Linked DNA regions of Mus musculus: region 1 is linked to region 2. A link is a contact called in public Hi-C data. All regions are on one chromosome and are shown on one strand. The core of a region is the stretch at or near the end of the contact, and the rest is flanking DNA. Distances in the headings are between cores, read along the strand shown. Region 1 overlaps 4930412B13Rik (RIKEN cDNA 4930412B13 gene). Region 2 holds the start of 4930412B13Rik (RIKEN cDNA 4930412B13 gene).

What was found. A called contact is a pair of places that touch in the nucleus more often than the background predicts.
Region 1: a Hi-C map of adipose-derived mesenchymal stem cells shows a contact between it and region 2, with 1.7 times the contacts expected there. The contact joins the enhancer-like site here to the promoter of 4930412B13Rik in region 2.

Annotation. Positions count from the first base shown.
Region 1 is chr2:117,880,686-117,886,790 of GRCm38.p6, forward strand. The region is part of intron 3 of 4930412B13Rik (RIKEN cDNA 4930412B13 gene); the gene reads left to right. The region is part of intron 8 of Gm13986 (predicted gene 13986); the gene reads right to left. Among named protein-coding and RNA genes, the nearest start is that of 4930412B13Rik, 62 kb to the left of the region's middle. Within about 2 kb of position 1,591, at least 38 of the 459 cell types and tissues checked have an H3K27ac peak or open chromatin away from gene starts, as enhancers often do. A contact at or near this core is called in adipose-derived mesenchymal stem cells, where this site is marked.
Region 2 is chr2:117,818,796-117,825,299 of GRCm38.p6, forward strand. 4930412B13Rik (RIKEN cDNA 4930412B13 gene) reads left to right here and starts at 3,133. Exons shown (of 6, transcript NR_040631.1): 1 at 3,133-3,907; 2 at 5,925-6,063.

The DNA of each region.
Region 1 (6,105 bases), core at 341-2,840, 60 kb after region 2:
AGATGTGTGAGCACCTCCTCAGCTCCCTCACTGGCTGACTGCCAAGCTATGCAGACCCAGGGCTACCCAGGGCTACCCACTGAAGATGGGCTGTCAAGAGGAAAGTAAGAATGAAAGCAAAGCATAACATAACATTCTCCATATCACAGGGACACCAGCCGTGCAGACAGACTCTGAGCAATTAGTCAAAACAACAGTAACAGAAACATTAGCAACAAAACAAAAAACCAAACAAACAAACAAAAAACCTGTGAGCCCTGTTGTTGAATTTAATAACATGAGGATTACCCAAGACAGAGCTGAAAGAAAAATGATTGAAAGAAGTCTCTGGGAACGCCACACCCGATCATTATGTATGCTCACAGAGCCTCAGAGAAAGACAGAAAGAAAATTGAAGGGAGTGGTGAAGAACCAAACATCACATGTGCTGATAAGTTCCAAAAAATCTCAAGAAAGCAAATACCCAGAAAACAATTCAATGAACCAGACAAACCAGCAATAAATGATGGCTGGCTTTACAGAGAGCAGTGGACTCTCCCCTAGACATGAAGCCCTCCATCCTAGAAGGTTACAGATCCAATGAAGTTCTTTGTATTCTGTAGGTTGGGCCCTCAGACATCAATTAACCAACTCTTCCTAGGCATGCCCAGGCACCAACGTTATCTAGGCAGTTCTTCAACGAATGGTCTTCTCTCAGATGATTCTAGATTGTATCAAGCCAAGCCAGGAGAGGAAGCATTTAAGGCAAAAATTAAAAGTAAAAGCAAAAGCCTTGGTTTTGGAGGTCTGTAACCTGTGCAGTAGCAAATGATACAAAAGTAACCGTCAAAACGACAAGGAAGATACCTGGCAGTGTGCTGTGGTGGGCCCCTTGCATTCCACATGGAGTAGTACTGTGTTCAAGTGAATATGGACGAGTTTGCAGAGCAATTACTGAAGGGGAAAGGAAAAGAATAAAAGCTGAAGGCAAAAGGCTTGAAACTAAGGCATTAAAATGCATATGCTGGGCAAAGGATGCATTTAAGCTGTATAAAGAGTGTCTATGGGCCTGGAGAGATGGTTAAGGACAGTTGCAAAGGATATGGGTTGGGTTCCCAGCATCCACATGGAAACTTACAACCAGCTGTCACTCTAGTTCCAGGGGACTGGATGCCCACTTCTGATTTCTGCAGTTACTAGGCATTCACACGCTACACTAACATACATGTAGGGTAATATGTAATTTTTAAACACATATTTTAAAACAATTTAATATATTATATATACTTTTAAAATATGAAAACAGAACTGCAATAAAGTAGGCTGATACTCGTACATTTCTGGTTAATATTCTCCTGTGTTAGTTGTTGTTATCAAGTTTTATATGAATAAATGGTCATTTTACTTCATAAGTACATGTAATTTTGTATATAATCAAAACACTGATAAATTAAGACTGTTTTAAAGACCCAGTGTAAAGGGACAAACATCTTAGCTATTTCACCAAAGACGACATAAAGATGCTTGACACTGTTACTCATCGGGGGTGTGCAGAGGCAAAGCTCAGACAGACACCACACAACACCCCCTAGTGTGGTTAAAATGAAAACGACAACTGTTAGTCATGATCTTACCATTCCTCTCCTCAGAGATCACCCCCAGAGAAATGAAAACACATGTCCCCAAGCACTGTGCCCAGGAATGCTCATTATGGCTTTATTCAGAGCAGCTCTAACAAAAAGCACTGTGGTGTCTCTCAGGAAAATGGACAAACAAACCATGGCATCTTTCTGCAATGCAATGTGACTCAACAAAAAGAAGAGGATCAAATGCTGAAACAAGCAAGAGCATGCGTGGATCCCTACAGATGCGTGTCAGATGGGGAGGATCGTGAGACACCAGGCAGCTGTGTGAGCATCAGTGACAGAAAAATGAGCAAAGCTAATGAGGGTGCAAGGAAGTCAAAATGAGGCTGACTTTATGCAGTGACACTGACTATGTGAGAACCATCTAGGATAGAGAAATATCTGTGTTCATATGTTATATCTTAATCAAAATGTACAGTTTACAATGTAAGATCTATACATTTTACTGCAATTTCATTTATGTAAAGAAATTTTAAATACTTCAGTAAAACACACCATAGGCACAAACTAACTCTCTCTCTCTCTCTCTCTGTCTCTCTCTCTCTCTCTGTCTCTCTCTCTCACACACACACACACACACACACACACACACACACACATCCATATGCCTTCTTTTTCAGCTCATTGGCTGTGACTGCCCTCCAAAGGTGTATAGACAGGATGATATACATTGGGTGTCATGAATTCTGCTCAGGTCCCAGCCGTGAGCAAGACTTTTAATTCCAGTTTGTGGTCATCCCCAAACTGATGAAACAAGAGGATTTCCCAAGCGAAACTGAGCAGCTGGCTTTGTGGTCAACCCATCACCAGCTGCCATGTTGACAGGTGTCTGACCCAGCCCAAGGAAGAAAAGATACCCACTATTGAGCCAATGTATTTTCTGGCCTGATCCATCATTTAATACATGACATATCACTGGGATACATAAGCATGAATTACAAATCAACAGACTGTTTATTTGAGGAAGAAGAATTACATTTAGGGGTGGCATGCTCTGAGTTAAAGAGGGGGTTTTGCTCACCAGTGTCTACTCAACTTTCCTAAAAATGGTTCCTCTCCCCCATCCGCAGCTCCCTCTCATCAGATCCAGTACTTAGGTTCCTGGGGACTTCAGAAACTAGCAACAACTGTGAAATGACACATATTTAATGACTAAAAACCATTCATCTAAAACCCAAAGCTTTTTTGAAGAATTTGAAACAACCTTTGCTGGCATGCTGAAAGGTTCAGGGGTCAGCACGGAGCATGGCAAGGACACAGTCATGGTCACAATGAAGGACACATTTGAGCAGTTTTCAGAGAACTCATAAAAGATGAGTGCCCGAAACCCCAGTATAAAGAGAGAAAGTCAACTACAGCCTTCCCTTTGTAAATCCAATCTCTATGTAAGGTATTGCTCAATCATAGCTTTGTTTTTGTTTGTTTGTTCTCTTGTTTGTTTGTTGAGTTTCTAACAGAGCCCCCTTTGGCCTGGAACTTATTATGTAGGTCAGGCTGACCTTGAGCAAACAGAGATCCTCCTGCCTCAGCCTTTCAAGTGCTGGGATTAAAGATGATTACCACCAAGCCTGTTGGGATAGCTCTTAAATGGAGGTTAAAGAACCTCAGGTTACTGGGTTAAAGAATTCTGCCTTTAAGGTAAGAATGAGTAGGAAAAATTAAGTCCAAGTTAAGAACATGAACTAAGGAGCTGGAGAGATGACTTAGTACTTAGCACATATAGCACTTGCAGAGGACCTGCATTGGGTTCCCACCACTCACACTAGTCAGCTCACAACTGCCTGTAACTCCAGCTCCAGGAGATCTCATGGCCACGTTCAGCCTCTGCAGGCACACACACTCACCGCCCCCCCCGCCCCCCCCCACCACCACCACCATCACCACCATAGCCTCACAGAGATAAACACATATACATGTTATTTTAAGAGCATGGGCTAAAAGTCTGACATATCTAAGCTCAAAGTCCACCTCTGCTCCAAAGTTGTAACCGGGCTCTGCATTTGCAGGGAGTGGTCCCATTTCCCTGTATTCATTTCTTGATCTGCAAAATGATAGAACTAGGAAATCTCACAAGGCTCATGTCAACATTCTACTTGAAGATATGCAGAAAATGCTAACAGGAAAATAATAACTTTTCAGTAAATGATCTCACGGCGTCTTGTCTCAATCCTCACAAACACCAAAGTAGTTTAGGGACACAATTTAATTAATGTACAGGTTTGATCCCAAAGACAACTTTTACGTGACTGTCCTTTTTATATCACACCTGCAGTAGGTTGTTTAGGTAAGAGAATCATTCTCTAGATATATTGTAAAAGTATCCACGCTCTAGTTTCTTTTCTTTGTTGTTGTGATAAAACACCCAGGCCAAACTTACATTCAGGGTGAAAGGAACCCAGAGGCAGGAGATGATACAAAGGGTGAGGAGAAACACAGCTTACTGGCTTCCTTCGGCTGCATTTCTTATAGAACCCTGGTCCACCTACAAGCATCACCTACAGTGGATGGAGCCCTCCAACATCAACTAGCAGTCAAGAAAATGCCCCACGGCCCAATCTCAACTGACATTCTTTTTTGTCTTTTTTTTTTCTTTTTTTCTTTTTTTTTTTTTTGGTTTTTCGAGACAGGGTCTCTCTTCCTGAGTATAACAAGTTGGCAAGTGAGACTAGCCATCAAATATTCTTTGTAACTTTTATAATTATCACTCCATGACATGGAGTATTTCTAATGCACTAAAAATCCCCTTTTGATTGCAATATCCTCCATTTGAGGGAAGTGACAAAGGCAGGTGACAGCAAATCATTCTGCTGTGTACCCCACTGAGAAACCTCTGGAAAACTTGCCTCCATGGATTGTTTGGACTCCTCGCGAGCTTATTTGGTTTTCTTTTCATCAACTATGGAGAAGAGCTGTGGCAGATGGCAAGAAACTCTTTAAAAGTCCTGACACATACCCAAGATATAAGATACAATTTGCTAAACACATGAAGCTCAAGAAAAATGAAGACTGAAGTGTGGACACTATGCCCCTCCTTAGAAGTGGGAACAAAACACCCATGGAAGGAGTTACAGAGACAAAGTCTGGAGCTGAGACGAAAGGATGGACCATGTAGAGACTGCCATATCCAGCGATCCACCCCATAATCAGCATCCAAACACTGACACCATTACATACACTAGCAAGATTTTATCGAAAGGACCCAGATGTAGCTGTCTCTTGTGAGACTATGCCGGGGCCTAGCAAACACAGAAGTGGATGCTTACAGTCAGCTAATGGATGGATCACAGGGCTCCCAATGGAGGAGCTAGAGAAAGTACCCAAGGAGCTAAAGGGATCTGCAACCCTATAGGTGGATCAACATTATGAACTAACCAGTACCCTGGAGCTCTTGACTCTAGCTGCATATGTATCAAAAGATGGCCTAGTCGGCCATCACTGGAAAGAGAGGCCCACTGGACACGCAAACTTTATATGCCCCAGTACAGGGGAACGCCAGGGCCAAAAAGGGGGAGTGGGTGGGTAGGGGAGTGGGGGTGGGTGGGTATGGGGGACTTTTGGTATAGCATTGGAAATGTAAATGAGCTAAATACCTAATAAAAAATGGAAAAAAAAAAAAGAAAAAAGAAGAAGAAGAAAAAAAAGTCCTGACACAACATGATGATTCAATTGCTTTCTAAATAGTCCAGTTGTTGATCAGGTGACCCAGGGAGCAGACTGGGGCTCTGAGGTTGCTGAAGTAGCTGTATGGAGAACAGCTTTGAGGACTGGGAAAGAGATGGGAACATGGGCAGGGCCAGAAAGATACTTCAGGGTAGTCTTGTCCGGAAGCACATGGGTCCCTCCTGGGTATGGATGCACCCTGGGAAATGGGAGTGCTCTCCAGAAAGGCAGAGCTAATGTGATCCACTGAGAGTGTCCCAGCGGGTGGCTCCATCTAAAAGTCCTGAAGGGAGGACTTCCAGGTGTCTCAGTACTGACCCCACTTTAGTCTCAGATGACTGCATAGCCACAGCTGCCTGTTTATAAACACACTGCTCATTGACATAAACAGCCTGACTGTTTCCATAAATACCAAGCTTCCCTAAAGGAACGTTTGCTTCTGATTCTGTTGTGTTTTTATTTTATTTTGTTTTTAATGATATTGTCACCTCTGAAAGATCTGAGCTTCTATTCTCTAGTTAGATCTGCATTGGTATCATTTAAAACTTACCTGAGACACAGTTCTGTATCTGAGGGAGAAAGCTCTCTATATTTAGGCAGAACCCTGATCTTCCTATGTCTGGAAAAAACCTCTCTTCATTTGAGAGAGGGCTTCCTGAAGCTGAGAACCTGAGATCTCAGCCTTAGGATTTTAAAGTAAAGCGCTGTTTGTTGATACAGCTGAGAATGATTTTGTGTGGAGGGTGTGGAATTTACTGCCACTGTGGACAGAATACGCTGGTTTCTCCACTTGAGCTGAAATGTAACAAATCCATCTTTC
Region 2 (6,504 bases), core at 1,883-4,382:
CAGTTTATTCCATTAATAAACATTTGTATAAAACACCTGTCTGGTTGCTATGATTACAAGTGAAAGTGTTTTACAGCTTTGAGTGTGTGGAAAATTCACATGTGGTTGATGAAGGATGAGCAACAGAGAAAGAAATATTTAGAGTGCCCCTGCAGTCTGATAGCAGCATGTGAGGACATTGTACCCAGTAGCACTCTAGACCACTGTGTCCAGCACCACACTAGGGCACTGTGTTCAAGACATTGCTAGGTCATTGGGCTCAGCACCATGTTAGGCCACTGTACCCAGTACCACTTTAGGCCACTGTGTCCAGTACCAAGCTAGGCTACTATACCCAGCAGGATGCTAGGCTACTATGTTCATCACTATACTAGGCCACTGTGTCCAACACTACACTAGGACACTGTGTTTAGCACCACTCTAGGTTACTATGTCAAAAAGAAGCTGGAGATCAAGGTAAGAAAACAAGTTGAGTCTGATATTCAGTTTTAGCTTCTGTCTTAGGTTATGGCAGGGAAGAGACACCATGACCAAAGCAACTTTTATAAAGAAAAAGATTTAATCAGGGTTGGCTTAGAGTTTTAGAGGTTTAGCTCATTATCATCATGGTGGGAAGCATGACAGTGTCCAGGCATATATGGTGTTTGAGAAGGAAATGAGAGTTCTCCATCTTGGTCTGCATGTTGTAGGAGACTGTGTGCCAAACTAGGCATAGCTTAAGCAGTGGAGACCTCAAACCCGCCCCCTGCCCCCACATTGACACACTTTCTTTAACAATGTCATACATATCCATACCAACAATGTCATACCTCCTAATAACCACTCCACTTGGGCTTCCCTAATGGGCCAAGCATTCAAAGACATGAGTCTATGTGGGCCACATGCATTCAAACCACCACAGCTTCCAACTCATTAATGACGTCCATAAATTCTGGAAGCTAGGCTCTGCTTATAGAATATATATGAGTGGTAGTTATCAGAATCTAAGGTCAGCCACATTCAATCAGTCACCTGTGTTCAGACCATTCAGTCTCATGTCACTTGCCATCTGAGAACAGAGGAGGATTCAGTGCTGCCTAGAATATCCCCACAGCAAGTGATTAGCTTACCCTCTCCTTGAACTCAGAGACCATCTCTTGCACCACTCCTTGACAAGCAGCAGGCTGTGGAAACAGAGTGGTGTTTTTCCAGAGATAAACAAGCCGGATGGATATTCCATGATGGAGAGTTGCCAGGTTACAGTCTGCCAGCGCCCATCCCCAAAGAACTTACAGAAAGGTTGTCTGGCTTTTCCTCACTTCACCCCAAGGCATCATATTACTCAAGAAGCAATAAATGGAGCTCTTCCTTGTTTTTGTGTATTCCCTAAGCTCCTTCATGGAGAGCTGTGAAATAGGGGTCAGCTCCTGACACAGCCTTAGGTCCCAGGCAGATGAGCCCTATTGGATCATATGCTGTTTCAGTCAGGAGTACTGAATCCAGTGTGCTAGACTCAAGAAAAAAATGGAAAAAATTGACAAGCTCCCCCCACCTTCCCCTTAAAAATTATTTGAGAACAGAAGTAACTATAGGCAAGAAGCATGAAGCCTCTGTCAAAAATCAGTGACGATGTATTTGGGCCTGCTGTTGCAGAAAGATGAGAATACAGCAAGCTGTAACAAATTCATTCTTCCAGAATGGGGTATGTACACAAAGTGCCATGCTTTCCACAGCCAGGGTGTTAAAGGGAAACCCAATGTTTAATGCAAAACAACAACAAACACAGATTAGGTCTAATCACCTAAGTAAACCAGGTCTCTGATAAGAAAACTAAGATTCTAAGTGCCTTCAAAGCACACCATAAATGGAGACAATAAACATAAATATGATTATGTTAAATCTTCTCAAAGTTACCTGTTGCCTGTAACCCTCACAATATATAAATTGCTCAGCTTCATTTGAAAACTGACCTAAAAGTTGAAAGAAGCTCTAAAGATGAACAAAATTTCCAATCAGTACATTTGTGTAGCCATTTGAGTAAACTTGATCTGGTGCTCACACAACAGTTGATGAAGAAGTGAATGGTGTGGCTGGCAGGAGTTGGCATGGGTCAGCATGTGGCTGCATGTGCCAAACTCTTATTTTGGCAGGGTGAATAAACTGTAAGTGAAGTTATCTTTTCCAACTCTTTGCAAGCCATAAGCAATTAAGATGCAAGTTTTAACATGCTGTCTGCATTTAGCCCCTAGGGAAAGTTTTGCCTTGCTTCATTTTGTTTGTTTATATATCTTCCTTAGAATCTTACCAAGAAATAGTACAATTTGCATGCATGGTAATTACTTAAATAAGAGGACTAAGTACAAGAACATATTTCCAAACGCCACGCCCAATGCTCTAGGGCTTGCGCTGCTAGCTTTTGAAAGGTTACACCTCCCTGAACAATTGAATATGGAACAAACATTAGAGTCACAATGCATGTCTCAGTAAAAAAAGGCTTAATGCCTCAGGCAATGATATTACCTATCAGTCCCTTAGTCTGTGGAGTGTATTCCGGTTACTTTTATACATTGGTATATATGGCTCTCTGTCTCTGTCTCTGTCTCTGTCTCTTTCTCTCTCTCTGTCTCTTTCTCTCTGTGTCTCTCTGTCTCTCTCTCTTTCTCTCATCTCTGTCCCTCTGTGTCTCTGTGTCTCTCTCATCTCTGTCTCTCTGTCTCTCTCTGTCTCTGTCTCTGTCTCTCTCTCTCTCTCTCTCTCTCTCTGTGTGTGTGTGTGTGTGTGTGTGTGTGTGTGTGTGTGTGTGTGTTTAGTATTTCAGGATCAGATTAGCATCTGAATTGGTGTATAAGTATACTCTAGTCCATTGAGGGAAATTATGAAATAAAAGGGTGAAGAAAGAGAGAAGTTACTCTCTATCTCTTAGTGTTGGAGCTGGTTAAGCACCTTCATCTGCTCCCTGACTGAGACACCATTGGACAACTGGTTCTTTGGTTTCACTGGGAATGAAAGCACACACCAGGTTTTCCTGGGCACCCAGCATGTAGAGAGCAGATCATGAGAGTTCTTAGCTTCCGTAGTCACCTGAGCCAATTCCATCTAGCAGAGTTACCATAAGGAACTGTGGGCACACATTCTGTGTTCTGTTTCTCTGGAGAACTCTGATACAGAACATGAACATAGGAAGTGGGATACTACTCTAACAAATATCTGGAAAATGTGTGTAAAGCCATGGAATGGGTACCTGAGTAAACACTGGACAAGCTTTTACACGTGTACTGGAGAAGAGGCTATTGAACAGGTCATAGTGAGGGCTCAGAAGAAAAGAGGAAAGCTGAGGAGAATGCTATCATGTTCTTGGAGAATACATAAATAAAATGTAGAGGTTACAGGTATGACACAGACATTAAGCCCAATTCTAATGAGGTCTCTGATGGAAACGAGAACCATGCTATTGGGAGACAGAAGAAGGGACCTTGTTACTAAGCAGCATAGAACATGACGAAATTATGTTTGTACCCTCATATTTTCTGGAAAATAATTTGAGAGTGATTAACGAGATACTTAGCCGGGTCGGTTTCCAGAGGAAAGTATTGAGGGACTTGACTGCCCCTGGCTGCTTCTAAGACATGAAGGGGTCATTAAGCCAAACAGAACCAGAACTGCACAAACTTGAGCTGTTCTCAGCATGTCCGTACTGTAAGAAGTGGGAAAAGATGTTTGGAACAGAGTACAACACTCAGGAAATATGACTCACCACTTGATAAGACAATTGGTCCAGACATGAGCTATCAACATAATCACCCACCTCAGCAGAGGCCAGGAATAAACACGGGAATTTTACCAATAGAAACTTTGCCACACCGAACTAAGGCAAACAGCACTGAATGAATGAAGTCTGAAAACATCCTATTTCACATATATAAAAAAGGTGAGTAGCAATGGGGTGGCAATCCAGAGGCCAATCAGGTAGGCCATTCTCATTCTCGCCACAGGCTAAGGGGGCAGGGCTGCTCTCTCCACATACTGTCAAAGCTATGCAAGCATACTGTGGCCCATTCCATAGTGACTCCTGCTAAAATCAGGCATGTAACTTTGTGTAACAAAAAGGAGAAAAGGAAACATAAATCTCCAAGGAGTATTAAATGTCTCTCACATAGCTGCTCGATGAGAGAAAACAAGATTAAGTTTGGAAATTGCGGGTATGTTAAAAAGACAGAAATGACTTAGGATCTTGGGATGGTCCAACCCTGGTCTCTCATATCTTCTCCTTTCTCTCAGTCCTTATTTACTAATTTCTTCCCTAAGCCACTCATTTACACAATAGACATGTACTGAGTTCCTGCCTGACACGAACTGTGCAAGTTGTCAGCATTAAAGATATGATTACAACTCAGCTCAGTCATGAAGAACTCCATAGGCTAACATGCAAATAAATGTGTGTAAATGGGCCAGTGAGATGGCTCTGCGGTTAATATCATTGACTGCTCTTTTGAAGGTCCTGAGTTCAAATCCCAGCAACCACATGGTGGCTCACAACCATCTGTAATGAGATCTGACTCACTCTTCTGGAGTGTCTGAAGACAGCTACAGTGTACTTACATATAATAATAAATAAATAAATCTTTTTTTAAAATGTAGGTAAATATTTACTAGAATAAAAATTCACTGAGAGACTAGGTAGAAGAGAAATGTGTATTTTTAAGTAATGTTTTTAGTAATTCTTTGAGAATGTCATGCAAAGTCTTTGTCCCATGATACCTGTAGTAAGAAGAGTAACTCCATGTACCCATTTCTACTACACTAGGACAATAGCTCTATTGGCCTTGATATTTGACTCCAAATGGTACTAACTTTTAAGATTTGTGTATATCTATATCAAGAAGGTAGCAAGCTAACATAATAACCAATATTAATATACATGTTTTATTTCATATGCACAGTGAAAAGAAATCCATTAGGATTCTTGGTGAATTCATGAGTTAAGTATGACAATGGCTATAGCTTTTCTTCCTCATATGAGGTAATGTTTTCCTAGGGATATTTAGCAATATTTGACTATCAATCACCTGTTATCATACCAAAAAAGCACCTGTGTTGCCACTAATCTCTCATGGTGTCATAATCACATTAGCAAGGCACTAAAGCAGCACACAGCATGAGAGAAGTGGAAAATGAAGAAATCCAACCTTACGTGGCTATTTAGCAGGACTGTCGTGGGTTGAGCCTCACTTATATTTCAAGTGAAACCACAATTAAAAATAAAAGTCCATTCGTTTAGACTGCAATCAATAGGAGCTCGAATGCATATTACTTTGAGGACAAAGGACTTTACAGAGAAAAGAGATATCATTCAATGAGGTAATAGGAATTATCTTCCAGGAAGATGTTAAGGCAGCCTATGAGAACCTGGAGTTCTCTCACACCCAGAGTGACATTTGATGTTAGTTAAACAATATCTCATGTACCCACAAGCCTTTCGTGATTCGAGAAGGAAGATGGACACACGTTGGTGTTGCTACCTGTGAAGGGCACAGGAATCACAGCTTGAGGAGATCGAGAGACTGTAAAACAAGCTCAGTAGATACATTAAACCAGTTGTCATTTTCCCCCCTTAATAGGTTATTTGTAGCTTTGTGTCTCTACTTAGATATCTTATTAGTAACTTCACTCTCGGGTTCATCTAACAGCCCTAACAGCATCTATTAGAGTGTTCTAAACCTTGTTACATAATATGAGTTTATGATATTGGCCATGTCTTTAACATGCACAATTAAAATATAAATAAAATATAGTCTTTTAATATGCTCAATCAAAATATAAAATTATTTTGTGGTGTTTAATATATCCTTATATATTTCACTATTGCTTTTAATAAACTATATTTTATCATGGTCAATTAAAGTTATGTATTGATAACAGTTACTTCTGTATCACTCTTTTGACAGAAACTCCCTGATGGGTATAAGGTTTATTTTGGTGTGTGGCTTCAAAGGAATTTCAGTCCTTCATATCTAAAAATGCATATAGGAGTTGACCTGTTGTGGCAGCTGGAAGATGAGGAATACACCTTCTGGCTGCACCCAGGTAACACTCCAGACTGAATGAGAGTCCTTGTAATTGTCCTAGAATAAAACATCTATTCAAGAGAAAGAAGTGCAGAAGGTAGTTGCTAGTGATCAGAACTTTAGAATGTGGCAGAGCCAAGAGTCTTGTATAGGCCTATGTTACGAGCTAAATGTGAAGAATGCAGATGACAAGAGGCACAAATTCCTAGGAGACTAAAATGCCTTTATTCTGTGTAGCTGCATGAAAGGAGACCTATGTAGGAGCAGTGTCCCCGGCAGGTGACTCATCCGTCCTGGCAGCCCCCGCGAGATAGGCTATCTGCTGGAGAAGAGCAGAACCTTTCAGATAGGTCACAATCACTTCGTCTCAAATAACCTCTCCCTGCTTCTAGCCGAGCTTCCAAAATGTGTGTGAGCATTTCTAGGACTGAAGCCAAAAACCCTGCTGCTAGCAGGAGAT